4 separate regions of the Mus musculus genome follow, and all the other regions are linked to region 1. A link is a contact called in public HiChIP or PLAC-seq and promoter capture Hi-C data. All regions are on one chromosome and are shown on one strand. The core of a region is the stretch at or near the end of the contact, and the rest is flanking DNA. Distances in the headings are between cores, read along the strand shown. Region 1 holds the start of Oprm1 (opioid receptor, mu 1). Region 2 holds the start of Fbxo5 (F-box protein 5). Region 3 holds the start of Mtrf1l (mitochondrial translational release factor 1-like). Region 4 holds the start of Lrp11 (low density lipoprotein receptor-related protein 11).

Region 1 (2,728 bases), core at 90-2,589:
TTTTAACTTCCTTAATTGCTTCTCATGTTTGCAAGCACTGAAGAAATAGTTATGCCCTGAGCTACCCAGCAATTCCAGATCCCACTTGGAACTCCCTCAGCAGAACTGCAGGAAGAAAGTACTGTACTGGGCTAAACATCACAACAGCTTACTTGCTACCTTTAAGCTACCCTGCCCAGGAGAGATGGCAGGAAAGCTTCCTCCACCTGGGGCAGCCTCAGGATGGAAGAAGAGTAAGATAAAGGCTCCCAGAATATAGAAGTGGTGGGACTGTAGTCTAGCCTAAACCAGCAGGTCTAAAAAAGTTATCGAGTTTATCTCTTTAACTTACTGTGAAGCCTCTGTCTTTCAGTTAGGAGAAGCAAACAAGGTTCCCCTCCTCACTGTTTACAATTTCCTATTCTTACAGCTCATCCAGAGGGAGGATTGACTGCAAAACATGCTTCAAAGACCCTCTTGGCTTAGAATAAAAAGGGGATCCAAGATGGAGCCTCCCACCACCACATCTTAATAGTTTTGGCCAAAGAAATGTCTTGTCTTTGGAATCTTGAACACTGCTTTTTCAAGGAGAGGGAGAAAAATAAAACCAACCAACCAACAAAACCCAGAAAAGTAAAAGCTCACACACAAACAGCAAATACTCTATTCAAACCACCCCCTCTTTGTACCCTGTTTACTTCTCCTCTGTCACTCATGGGGGAGCTTTGTCCCCTCCCCCCTGCGGAACTAGGTATTCAGAACATGCCTTACCTTACAATCACATACATGACCAGGAAGTTTCCAAAGAGGCCCACTACACACACGATAGAATAGAGGGCCATGATGGTGATGGCTGTGACCATGGAAGGGCTGCCGGTCTGAGGGCACAGGCTGTGGCTCCCGCCAAGCCCCGTGCGGTTAGGACCGCATGGGTCGGACTGGTTGCCATCAACGTGGGACAAGTTGAGCCAGGAGCCAGGTGCTGGGGAGCAACTTGCAGGAGCTAAGGGGTCAGAGCAGTCGCTGATGTTCCCTGGGCCGGCGCTGCTGTCCATGGTTCTGAATGCTTGCTGCGGACTCGGTAGGCTGTAACTGAGAGCACTCAAGAGTGTTCGGGTTCCAGGCGCCCCAGCCTCTTCCTCTCACAGCTGCCCTAGGCTCCGTCAGTTTCTTACAAGGACAAGCCCTAGTGGAACCAGAGAAGAGCGGCAGGCAGAATGGAACGTCTGAGCGTCCGATATTCTCCTCTGCTTGTAGCCCCCTCCCACCTTAGAAGTACACGGAGGCGCATCCTTAGCATCCCCAAAGCGCCACTCTCTGAGTGGAAGGGAGGGAGCATGGGCTGTGAGGGATCCAGAGGCTAGAGGGGAGGGAGGAGAGAGAAGGAGTGGATTGTGCGCAAAGCAACTCAGAATCAGCCTCCTCAGTCTCTATGCACTTCCGTGTAAAGGAGTGTAAATTGGGGTAGGGGGGGGGGGAGCAGAAGCGGGGATGCTGCAGAGAGGGTGGGAAGAGAGACTCTAAGTTTCTTTGTAACAACCATGCATTAGGTTGTTTGCATCAGCCAGGAAAGTCGTTGGTCTGTTAAAATCTCAATGACCCTTATACCTCAACACTCTTCCGACTCAACTAACCATATGCAATTAATTAGGACTGGAGGGTTATTAATGTTGTCCTTTACCCACATCCCCATATCTGAGGGAAAACAAACAAACAAACCAAAACAAAACAAAACAAAAAACCCCTTTAGTTCCTCAAAAAATCAACCCCACAAACCTGTTCAAAGAAACAATTGTCTTTTTCTAAAAGAGAAAATTTTTGTGAAAGAAGCCTGTTTCATGTGCCCCCACTCCTTCAATTTCTCTTAGGTTAGAAGGTCTATTTGCATCTGATTTTTTTCCTAGTGAAGAAGAAGCATAAGAACACATTAGAGATGTGAGGGAGGAGGGGTGATAACCTGTAAATAAGGAACCCACTACCCATGCCAGGTCTACTCTCCTGGACCTGCTTAGGAAGATTTATCCTAAGCTTTCGCACTGCCTCCACTCTCCCGAGCTTCTGGGGAGCAGGTTACTGAATCAAGCAGAAATGTTTTTTCTTCCCACTATAGAGAATCCAAAAGAAACTCCACAGCTCTTTTGAGTGTGAAATGGCCTTAAGCAAGATCCTTGAGGAGCAAGAATGCATTTAAAAAATGTTAGATCTCATGTCTAAGTTCACAAGTGCTTCTGAAGGAATACAATCGTAAATTCAGCAGTAGTGTGGTTTCGTCTCAACACTGTGTATGCATATGCATGCCATGCGCATACCCATAGTTTTAACTATAAATACTGGAAATAAATGTCCCCGCTCCCATTTGGTTGTAGAAAGTTTAACTGAATTCTCACAGACTGTGGGGAAGCAAGCTTAGAAGGAACATATATTTTTACTTTTAAGCAATCATTCTGAAAAAAAGATAACACACAGCTCAACTATTGTAGACTTTTGGCCAACGTTCAGTATTATTTGTCCCCTTTTGCGTTAAAGGGTGTCATTTCAGCAGTAATGTAGATAAGGTTTTCTAGAGGCTGCTAAAATACCTTTAAATATATTCTCTTCGGAATAAGTGTGTCAGTTCATATGGCTGAGCTGAAATCTGTGTGCTCACATTCATCGGTCTCCCCAGGACACACAGAACCATCTTTACCCCCTTCTTGTGAATGACAGGTTGACTTGTGGTGCTTACTGCTGCCTTTGCTATCAGATCATT
Region 2 (2,728 bases), core at 69-2,568, 980 kb after region 1:
AACTAGGGATAAACAAAAAGAATTTGATAAAAACTGGATCCACCCAACGTTTGTATGACTCAGTCCAATCTTGGTCCCGCTTTACACAGGAGCTGCATGGAACACTAACAGAAAGTCATATGCTCTTGCAGAAAAGCAAGAGGGAAATGGCATATCCTGTAGCTTTACTGCTCTGTAGTCTGAAAAGAAGTTAAGTGTATTGTCACCACTTAGAAATAAATTCAAGACGTGCATGCCCAGCATCATTAGTGGTGCACTATAGCTCACCATCAGACTTAATAATACTTTCACTCTCGCCTTTGATATAAAAATATCCACGCAGCCAGGGCGCTCCACCCCAAAGAGACGGGAGTCTGACTTATTTAGGGGAACAGGTCGGCTGTCGAGCCTAGCCAACGAAGGTTAAGAACACATAAAATAAAATACAAATTAACACTTTTAAGAATTCGTGGTGGTTGAAAACCCAAAAGAATGCAATGGCCAAAGCAGGGCTATACAGAGAAACCCTGTCTCGAACCGGCCCCCCCGCCCCCAACCCAAAAAAAAGAAAAAAAGAATGCAATGGCCAGATCTAAGTTAGGCCGCGCCCTCAGCCTTCGGAAGGCGCCAAGCAAAGGGACGCCGGGGTCCTGCTGCGCGCCATCCCCAGGGCAAGGGCGGTTCTCCGGTCACATGTCCCCCCCAGCTAGTCCGCCCCGCCCGGAGGGAACCGCCAGGCTCCTCGCGCGCAAGCGCCAACCCGCCAACTCCGTAGTGGCGGCCGCGCAATACGCAAGCGCAGGAGCTCCAGGCAGGGGGTGGAGCCAATTTAGGAGGGAGAGTAGAGCGCGCCTAAATCCTAGAGAGGCGGGTCCGGAGCCAGGGGAAGGGCTTGTTTTCCGGAAGGTGTGCACTCAGAGTGGCGGGTTTGCAGCTCTGCAAACTCGCTCGTAACAGACGATGGAGGAAGACTGGGGGCCCGCCTGTGTCCATCACAGACTTTCAGGCAGAAGTCGGAGCTGTCCCCAGGACATGAGGACTCTGGAGAAGCCGGTTCGCGGGATAACGGAGGGGGGGTGCGGGGAGAGGGCAGCATGGCGGGTTTGCGCAGAGGACCAGCCGCCTTCACAGGCCACGCCTACATGGGCGTGCTTGCCAGCTCCATCAGCAACTTTGGGGAGGCGAGGATCTGGGCGTGTGGGAGGAGCCCAGGCTCCAGGGCTGGCTCCGCCCCCGCGCCCTCCTATTGGGCGAGCGAGGGCGTCCTCTCATGCCGCCTGCCTATTGGCACGCTTGTGCAAACGCCGCGCCCCATTGGTCTGTTCTGATTTGGGCACCAAATTCAAAGATTTTAAAAGTACCAGCTGGCGCCTTTTAAGAGCTGCGGCTCGGCGCCTCGTCTGGCCGGCCACCTTTTTCCTGTCGTCGCCGCCACCTCCCCAGCATTGGAGCCCGAGTTTTGCGGCATGAGCCGGCGCACCTGCAGTGACCTGCGCCGGCCGTCCTCCTGTCCCTGCCGTCTTGGCGCGCGGACTACCGTGGACGGTGAGTGTGAGGCGGGCATCGTGGGAATCCTTTCTCTGTGGCGGCAGCCTCAGAAACTGGGTGCTTGCAGATCACGGTGTTCCGGGCCTCAGGCGACCTATTTGGGCCCGGGACTGGGAGGAAGGCGCGGAGCAAGGGTGGCTGGTGCAGAGTGGGACAGATGTGGTCGGCCTTGTACGGGGTCCTACTATTCCATCCCACCCCGAGACCCTGCACTGGGGACGTGCAAGGTAGTGGCTTCTGCGCGCCGCATTCCACCCCACCCCCTGCCTGGGCGCCAAATGCCCCCTCCTCTCCCCTCCTCAACTCATGCTCGAGCTGTGACAGGACTGTGGGACTCCAAGCTGGCCAGATGGCCCCATCTCTAGCCTCTACGCCCCCCATTTCACAACTCATCTATCTCACATCCATACTCAGTCTCCGTAACTTTTTGCCCTCAGAGCCCTGGCTGGAGAGCGCGGGAGATTGAGCTCCGCGCTTATCTCCCGCCTTCCCTCGTGCACCGCGCCCTCGGGGCACCTCCCACCACCGACCCCCTCAGCATTTCTAGGGGCTCCTTCTCAGCTCCCGCCAAATGTAAAGGACCCCCCAGCCCCCGCCTGCCCACTGTACCAAATGGAAAAAGTTTTTTTTTTCCTCCCCTGTTTTGCTGCTTCTCAGTAAGTCTCAAGGCCTGGAGTCAGCAGGGCCTTTTAAAAAGCGCCCTTTTTCCTCCAAAACGGTGAGTTTGCCTGTAGTGTTTAGCTGATGAAAGAATCGAGGAGGGATTGTTTAATTTTCGGGTGTTTTGAAGAATTAATGGTCACTTTTTCCAACGTTTAGGTGAGCAGAGAGAATCAATTGTTTATTTTCTTATTAATTTTTTATCTTTCTTGGCATCTCAATGAAAGATGCATCGGTTCTATCGTAGAAAATTTCCAACTGAAGGAAGAGGTAATTCATTCTCTCTCTCTCTCTCTCTATATATATATATATATCCTCAATAATCTTTCTTCATCAGAAAAGGAATTAAGTCTTGAAGAGAAGAAAGTACTAGCTTAGCAGAATGTGTCTGTAAAAGAGTACCCGAGTCTCCGTTAGAAAATAAGAAATTTAATGGTTTACGAAGGGATTCTTTTGCTCAGCTTTCCTCCTCAGGAAATGCTTGCTGCCCCCAACTCCCCTCCCCCACTGGGTTTACAGCCTTGAAGAAACCTTAAAAAAT
Region 3 (2,728 bases), core at 163-2,662, 960 kb after region 1:
ATGCTAAGGATTGATTAGATAGGATGCAAAATTCATTTTATATAATCTTGAAATTAGTAATTTTGATTAGTGTTAATGGTAAGAGTACCCATTTGATTCTAAACAGAGAACAGTTTGATCAGCAGTGAACCACCATGGTCCAAAAAACAGCTAGTAATCCAGTAGAATTCGCAAGTAGACTAAGCTTCAAATTCTGCATCCTCAGGAGTGGCTTGTCTGGTTTATTCACATCCTGTTACCCACTTCTCTGGTAGGCAGTGGTTAAGTCTTTTGAATTGCAAATACATAAGTTAGTAGTCAGGAGGGTGGATGTCCACTAGAGGGAGGCCTTTGATTTTTCTCTCTTTCTTTTTTTAATTGCAGGGCTGCAGACAGCCTTGAGCAAGGTAAGCAAGTACTCCCCGAGAGTTACAACTTCAGAGCAGAATGAGGAAAGTTTTAAAATGCTTCATTGTGTTGTAGTTTGTTAGTTTTAACTTGGATATGGAGGAGGAGGGAGCAACAGCAAGAAAGTGAGAGAGCAATGGAGAGTCGGATTGAGTGAATCAGAATGTGAGGCAGGAAACGGAGAAACCTAGTGCTTGGTGTGGTGGGTGACGATAGGAAAACAGATTTTGTAGCGTCCCTGGGAGGTTTAGTAGGATATGCCTGTCCTTGAAAGGAACCTATGTCAGATGACCACCCTATAATTAAGCCTTAGAGACTGGAGATAGATGACTTCTGTGGCTGTGGACTCTGTGCCTGCTGGTCGCTTGACTATCCTTAAGTCTCACAGCCTTGAGAAGCAAACCTTCACCTTCAGACTGCAGACACCTGCTGTTCACTCCAGCCTGGCTCGCTGGGGAACAGGTCTTGGGGAGCAGCCAAACTCGGCCTGAGGGCGGAGTCGAGGCTTCAGAGTTGGTCTGGAGGTGAGGCTTCTGAGTTCAGCCTGTAGGCGGAACTAGGTGGAGCTCCACCCTGAGAGACGAGGCGGAGGAAGCGCTTCCTCCAGGAGCCGACCCGAGAAGGCGGGACTGAGGCGTTAAAGCTCCTTCCCTAGAGAACAGGGCTGAGGAGGCGGAGCCGCGCTTTTGGAGTTTCCTTTGGAGGGCGGGGCCGAGGAAGCGGAGCTGAGGCATTGGAGCTCTTCCCTAGAGGCCGGTCTGAGGAGGTGAAGTTCTGTCTCAAGGCGGGGCTGAGGCATTGGAGGCACTCGCTATCTCAAGGTCACGCCTAGGCAGCAGAGCTCGCCCACTAGAAGTGGGAGTCAGGCGTGGGTGGTTTCCACGCCCCCGTGGAGGCGGGGCTGAGACGGTGGAGCTCCGCCCTGAGGGGGGCGGGCTGAGGCCCCAGACCTGTCCCATTTGGAGGAGGAGCTGAGAATCCGGAGCCCCTCCCCTGGGGTAGGGCGGAGACTTCGGCGCTCGGGTTGGAGGCGGGGCAAACGCGTCCAGACCTCCCTGCCCGCTTGCCTTTTGACTTTAGAGGACCTCCAGGCTGTACTACGCTTTGCCGGAAGTTCTCGTAACATTTCCGGCAGAACATTTCTGGATCGGAGACCTTCCTAGAGTGTTTGTATATTTTCTGCTAGGTGGGCGGCCCAGCCAGGATGCGGAGCGGGTTTCTGAGCGGTGCCCGGCGCCTGTGGGCCCGCCGCGCCTTCAGCCGCACGCCGCCGCCTTCCGAGGAGCTCCTCGCCCGCGGCGGGCCCCTGCGGGCCTTCCTGGAGCGCCGCGTGGGCTCGGAGGCCGGTGGTCTGGACGCTGGGTACCCCCAGCTGGCCGCGGCCGCCCGACTGCTGAGCGAGAAGGAGCGGGAGCTGCGGGACACGGAGTCATTGCTGCACGGTAAGCCACCCGCTCTAGTGGGTTCGGAAGCCATCTGCGTTCCAGATCTTGTCACTAGGGTTCTGACAATCCTCCATTGGGCTCTCTAGAGCAGTCCCTGGACAAGGTGCTCTGCCAAGTTAGTCCTCTGAAGTCACTAAGGTTCTCGGTTGCTTCCTCTCCCCTCCTGGTGTAAGACCCCCGAAGCTAGGCCTCCGCTCAAGTCCCGGGATGAGCTGGCCAGCACCCCAGTGACCCGAGAGAAAACCACACCTGATGCAAACTGCAAGAGGTTTTATTATCAGCTAGCTGAGGACGGTGCCGGGCAGGGGAGTTCGACCCCAAGCAGTGGCAGTAGGGGGCTTTTAACAGCTAGCTGAGGAATTGGGAGGAGTTGGGAGGAGAGTTGGGAAGAGTTGGGAGGAGTTGGGAAGAGAGTTCTTCTCTTTTCTGTGTCCTTGGTGAAATTTACAAGGCAGGAGTGGGTAGTGAGTTCTTTCTGAATTTTTATCTCCGTGTCCTCAGCACAGGAAGGCAGGCATCTCTGGTTGTAAAGTATAGAAACAAAAAGGCTTTTTGCTGGCTATAGAGAACAAAGAGCTTCTTTCTGGCTGTATTTTTAGAGATCAGGGAAAGCAAGCTTGGGGAACGTCCAGGGGCTTTCTTTACCTTCCAGGGAGAAATGCTCTGTAAGTTGGGGTCTCACACTGGCAGCTCAGCTGCACAGGAAAGACTCGCTAGTCCCAGCAGAGGAACTAAAGCCGCAGGTGAGTGTATGGCATTGGCACACTGCAGTGCAAGAGGAGCGATGCACTGTATGGTTAGAACTCGAGACCTGGAAATTCATGTTTCCCTCGAGATTCCAAAGTGTCTGCGTTCCTAAAGCCTCCAGAGACGTCTGCCGAGTAGAACACACTTGG
Region 4 (2,728 bases), core at 91-2,590, 800 kb before region 1:
CTCCACACACAGCTGGCCTCCTTAAATTGAGTGGAACACAAAACCAACAAGGTCACGAATGTGGGGAAATTTTTGGGCAAGGGATGGAAGAAAAGAATGGAGATGGAGTGACAAGTTTTCCTTCATATTTTTATATCTGAAGGAGCTATGTGTTGGCAGAGAGCCAAACCAGGAAGCAGGAGTGGGTATTTAGGAGCAATTCTGCATCTAATCAAATCTTGTCCTTGCTATTTCCTGCGGTAAAACACGCTTTATAAAACCTATGAGACAAAATAAAACTAAAATAATCTTTACTGGGACAAAGAAGGTTCCGGGCTATCGTCTTAAATCGATCCGTCAGTGCTCTCCGATCTGCCCCCTTATCTTCCAAAGGCAGCCCAACGGACCCTGTCTGCTTCTGCCCCTCTATTGCACTTTCTTAGCACCAGCCCAAAGTCAGAGAAAAATGTGAACCACTTTCCCGGTTACCCACAGCTTTAATCCTCTGGAAGCAGAGAAGTTTGCTCGCTCGATAGCAGGCGGGACCCTCCTGGCGTCGCTTACCTGGCCGGGGAGGGATCCCAGCGGCGTCCTCGGCGCGACTGAGGGTGTAAGTGCGGTACCCGCGGAGTGGCGCGAACTTGCAGACGCTGCGGCCGCGCGCCGTGCAGTTGAACAGGTAGCAGCGGGGTGCGGGCATAGGTGCGGGCACGCTGGGCCCCCGGGGCAGCTGCACCACTGCCACCGAGCAGCTCGGCTCGGAGCAGCAGGCCGTCACGCACTGCCGCCAACCCCGCACGCTCCCGGGTGCGCGCAGGAAGCTGGCTCCCGCCGCGATGGAATCCTGGGTGCGGATGATGGTATCGGGCACCGCCCGGTAGACCGCCGTACCGCCCGCACCCGGGCAATCCTCCCGCGGGCCGCCCAGTAGCTCCGGCTCTAGCTCCTCGCGAGGCCGTGCCCGCTGTAGCTGCCGGCGAAAGTCCTGAAGCAGCCTATCCACTCCGGACGACGGAGCGGCGGGCTCCCCGGGCCGGCTGCCGGGCAGCCAGAGGCAGAGCAGCAGCAGCCCGCGGAGCGCGCGGTGCCGGAAGCCGGGGCCCGGTCCTCCTCCCCTTGTGGCCATGGCACGAGCGCGGCCTCAGAGCTCGGCGGCCCCGGGGCCTGGCTGCTTCACGGAGGCGGCGAGTGTGCCGGCTTCGAGAGGCATCGCGGGCCGGACTCGGCCGGACTCGGCGCCGCCCTGGCCCTGCTACCAGGCTGCGAGCTTTCGGTGCTTCTATCTTCGCTCCGGCCGCGGAAGCGCACCGGGACGACGAGCGGCCTCTACGTGGATCAGCACCGGCGTGCGGACAGCGGCTGCGACGGGGCGGAGCCTGGCGTGCTGGGGCGGCTCCGGGGCGGGACTTCCGCAGGTCTGTCGGTCTCCGGCGCCCGGTGGGGAGGAGGAGGGGACTCCCCGGAGTTGCCTGGCTGCTCCGCGGCTTGATCACACCCTAAGCAGCGTGGGTGTTTGGGCCCATCAGGCCTCATTCAGCAAGCAGACTCGCGCAAGGCCATAGCTCACAGGGCAGGGCACTCGGGGTTGGAGGGAGGGGAAGAGTCAGAAAATCCATCAGTCTAAAGTTCGGGGCTACTACGGAGAGCGACGGGTACAGCCAGGGGACCACAGACAACTTTGGCAGTCTTTTGGAATCCAACTTCGTTGCATTATTTATTATTAAAGAGATTTGGACTATGGTAGGTAATAAAGGAAACAAAACATTTACATTCAGGTTCTAATTCGCCTTTCAGTTTCGTTTAGAGAACTTAAACACCAGAAGTTTAGCAACAGAAAGCTGAACTTGTGAGGAGGCAAAGGCCGGGCAGTATGGGAAGGAGGGTTGGGCCGATTGATGATCTCCCATCAGTTTACTGGGTGTTGGGATGGATGACACCTGATTTAGTTTGACTGATAGAACACAATACTCTGAAGTGTGCGGCTTCAAGATCAAGATATCATCGTATTCATTTCTAAAATGAATGTTAAGTAAGTCAGTGCCCACGAAGTGCTTAGACACGTGGAGAAGCTCATTATTACTAATTTTGAAGTCACCTTTTGTTTTTAAATGCTTTTATTTATTCTTTGAGAATTCCATACATCTTTACCATATTCTAATACCTTCCCCTACTCCACCCAGATCCGCACTCACCTCCCTCCCTTCTTGTTTCACTTTTAAAACCCAAAAACAACATTAAACCCAGAAATGTGGAATCTGAATTGTGTTGACTAGCTCCTCTTGAACATGGGGCCTCCTCTGGAGTAGGGCTTATATACCCAGTGTCACCAGATTGAAAAAACACTACCCCACCCCCAAGCTATTGTGAACAGCTTCTTGGCCAATGGTGGGACTCTATTATCCACTACCTAGCCTCTGTGCTAAGATCTTCTCTGGCTTCGCCCTGAGCAGATCTTGTGCATGCTGTCACAGCCTCCTCAATGCCCTGTTCTGCCTGAAAAACACTATTTCCTCGTACATGGTGTCTTAGTTAGGTTTTACTGCTGTGAGCAGACACCATGGCCAAGGCAACTCTTACAAGGACAACATTTAATTGGGGCTGGCTTACAGGTTCAGAGGTTCAGTCTATTATCATCAAGGCAGGAGCATGGCAGCATCCAGACAGGTATGGCACTGAAGAAGGAGCTCAGAGTTCTGCATCTTCGTCTGACAGCTACTAGAAGATGACTAGCTCCAATGTGGTTAGGAGG

The links. Promoter capture Hi-C pulls out the DNA fragments that hold promoters and counts their contacts. HiChIP or PLAC-seq counts read pairs in DNA pulled down with a chosen protein or histone mark.
Region 2: a promoter capture Hi-C map of hippocampal neurons shows a contact between it and region 1, with 3 times the contacts expected there. The contact joins the promoter of Fbxo5 here to the promoter of Oprm1 in region 1. A contact is called at or near these places in 1 of 39 promoter capture datasets (hippocampal neurons) and 1 of 115 datasets of contacts at active chromatin or transcription factors (astrocytes).
Region 3: a contact with region 1 is called in a promoter capture Hi-C map of hippocampal neurons, with 6 times the contacts expected there. The contact joins the promoter of Mtrf1l here to the promoter of Oprm1 in region 1. A contact is called at or near these places in 1 of 39 promoter capture datasets (hippocampal neurons) and 1 of 115 datasets of contacts at active chromatin or transcription factors (embryonic forebrain).
Region 4: a contact with region 1 is called in an H3K4me3 HiChIP or PLAC-seq map of forebrain, with 5 times the contacts expected there. The contact joins the promoter of Lrp11 here to the promoter of Oprm1 in region 1. A contact is called at or near these places in 2 of 115 datasets of contacts at active chromatin or transcription factors (forebrain and stem cell-derived neural progenitor cells).

What each region holds. Positions count from the first base shown.
Region 1 is chr10:6,787,181-6,789,908 of GRCm38.p6, reverse strand. It overlaps Oprm1 (opioid receptor, mu 1), which reads right to left and starts at 1,339. Exons shown (of 4, transcript NM_001302793.1): 1 at 751-1,339. The coding sequence starts at 1,034.
Region 2 is chr10:5,804,055-5,806,782 of GRCm38.p6, reverse strand. Fbxo5 (F-box protein 5) reads left to right here and starts at 1,318. Exons shown (of 5, transcript NM_025995.2): 1 at 1,318-1,524. The coding sequence starts at 1,446.
Region 3 is chr10:5,822,627-5,825,354 of GRCm38.p6, reverse strand. Mtrf1l (mitochondrial translational release factor 1-like) reads left to right here and starts at 1,412. Exons shown (of 7, transcript NM_175374.3): 1 at 1,412-1,829. The coding sequence starts at 1,592.
Region 4 is chr10:7,588,429-7,591,156 of GRCm38.p6, reverse strand. Lrp11 (low density lipoprotein receptor-related protein 11) reads right to left here and starts at 1,340. Exons shown (of 7, transcript NM_172784.4): 1 at 544-1,340. The coding sequence starts at 1,105.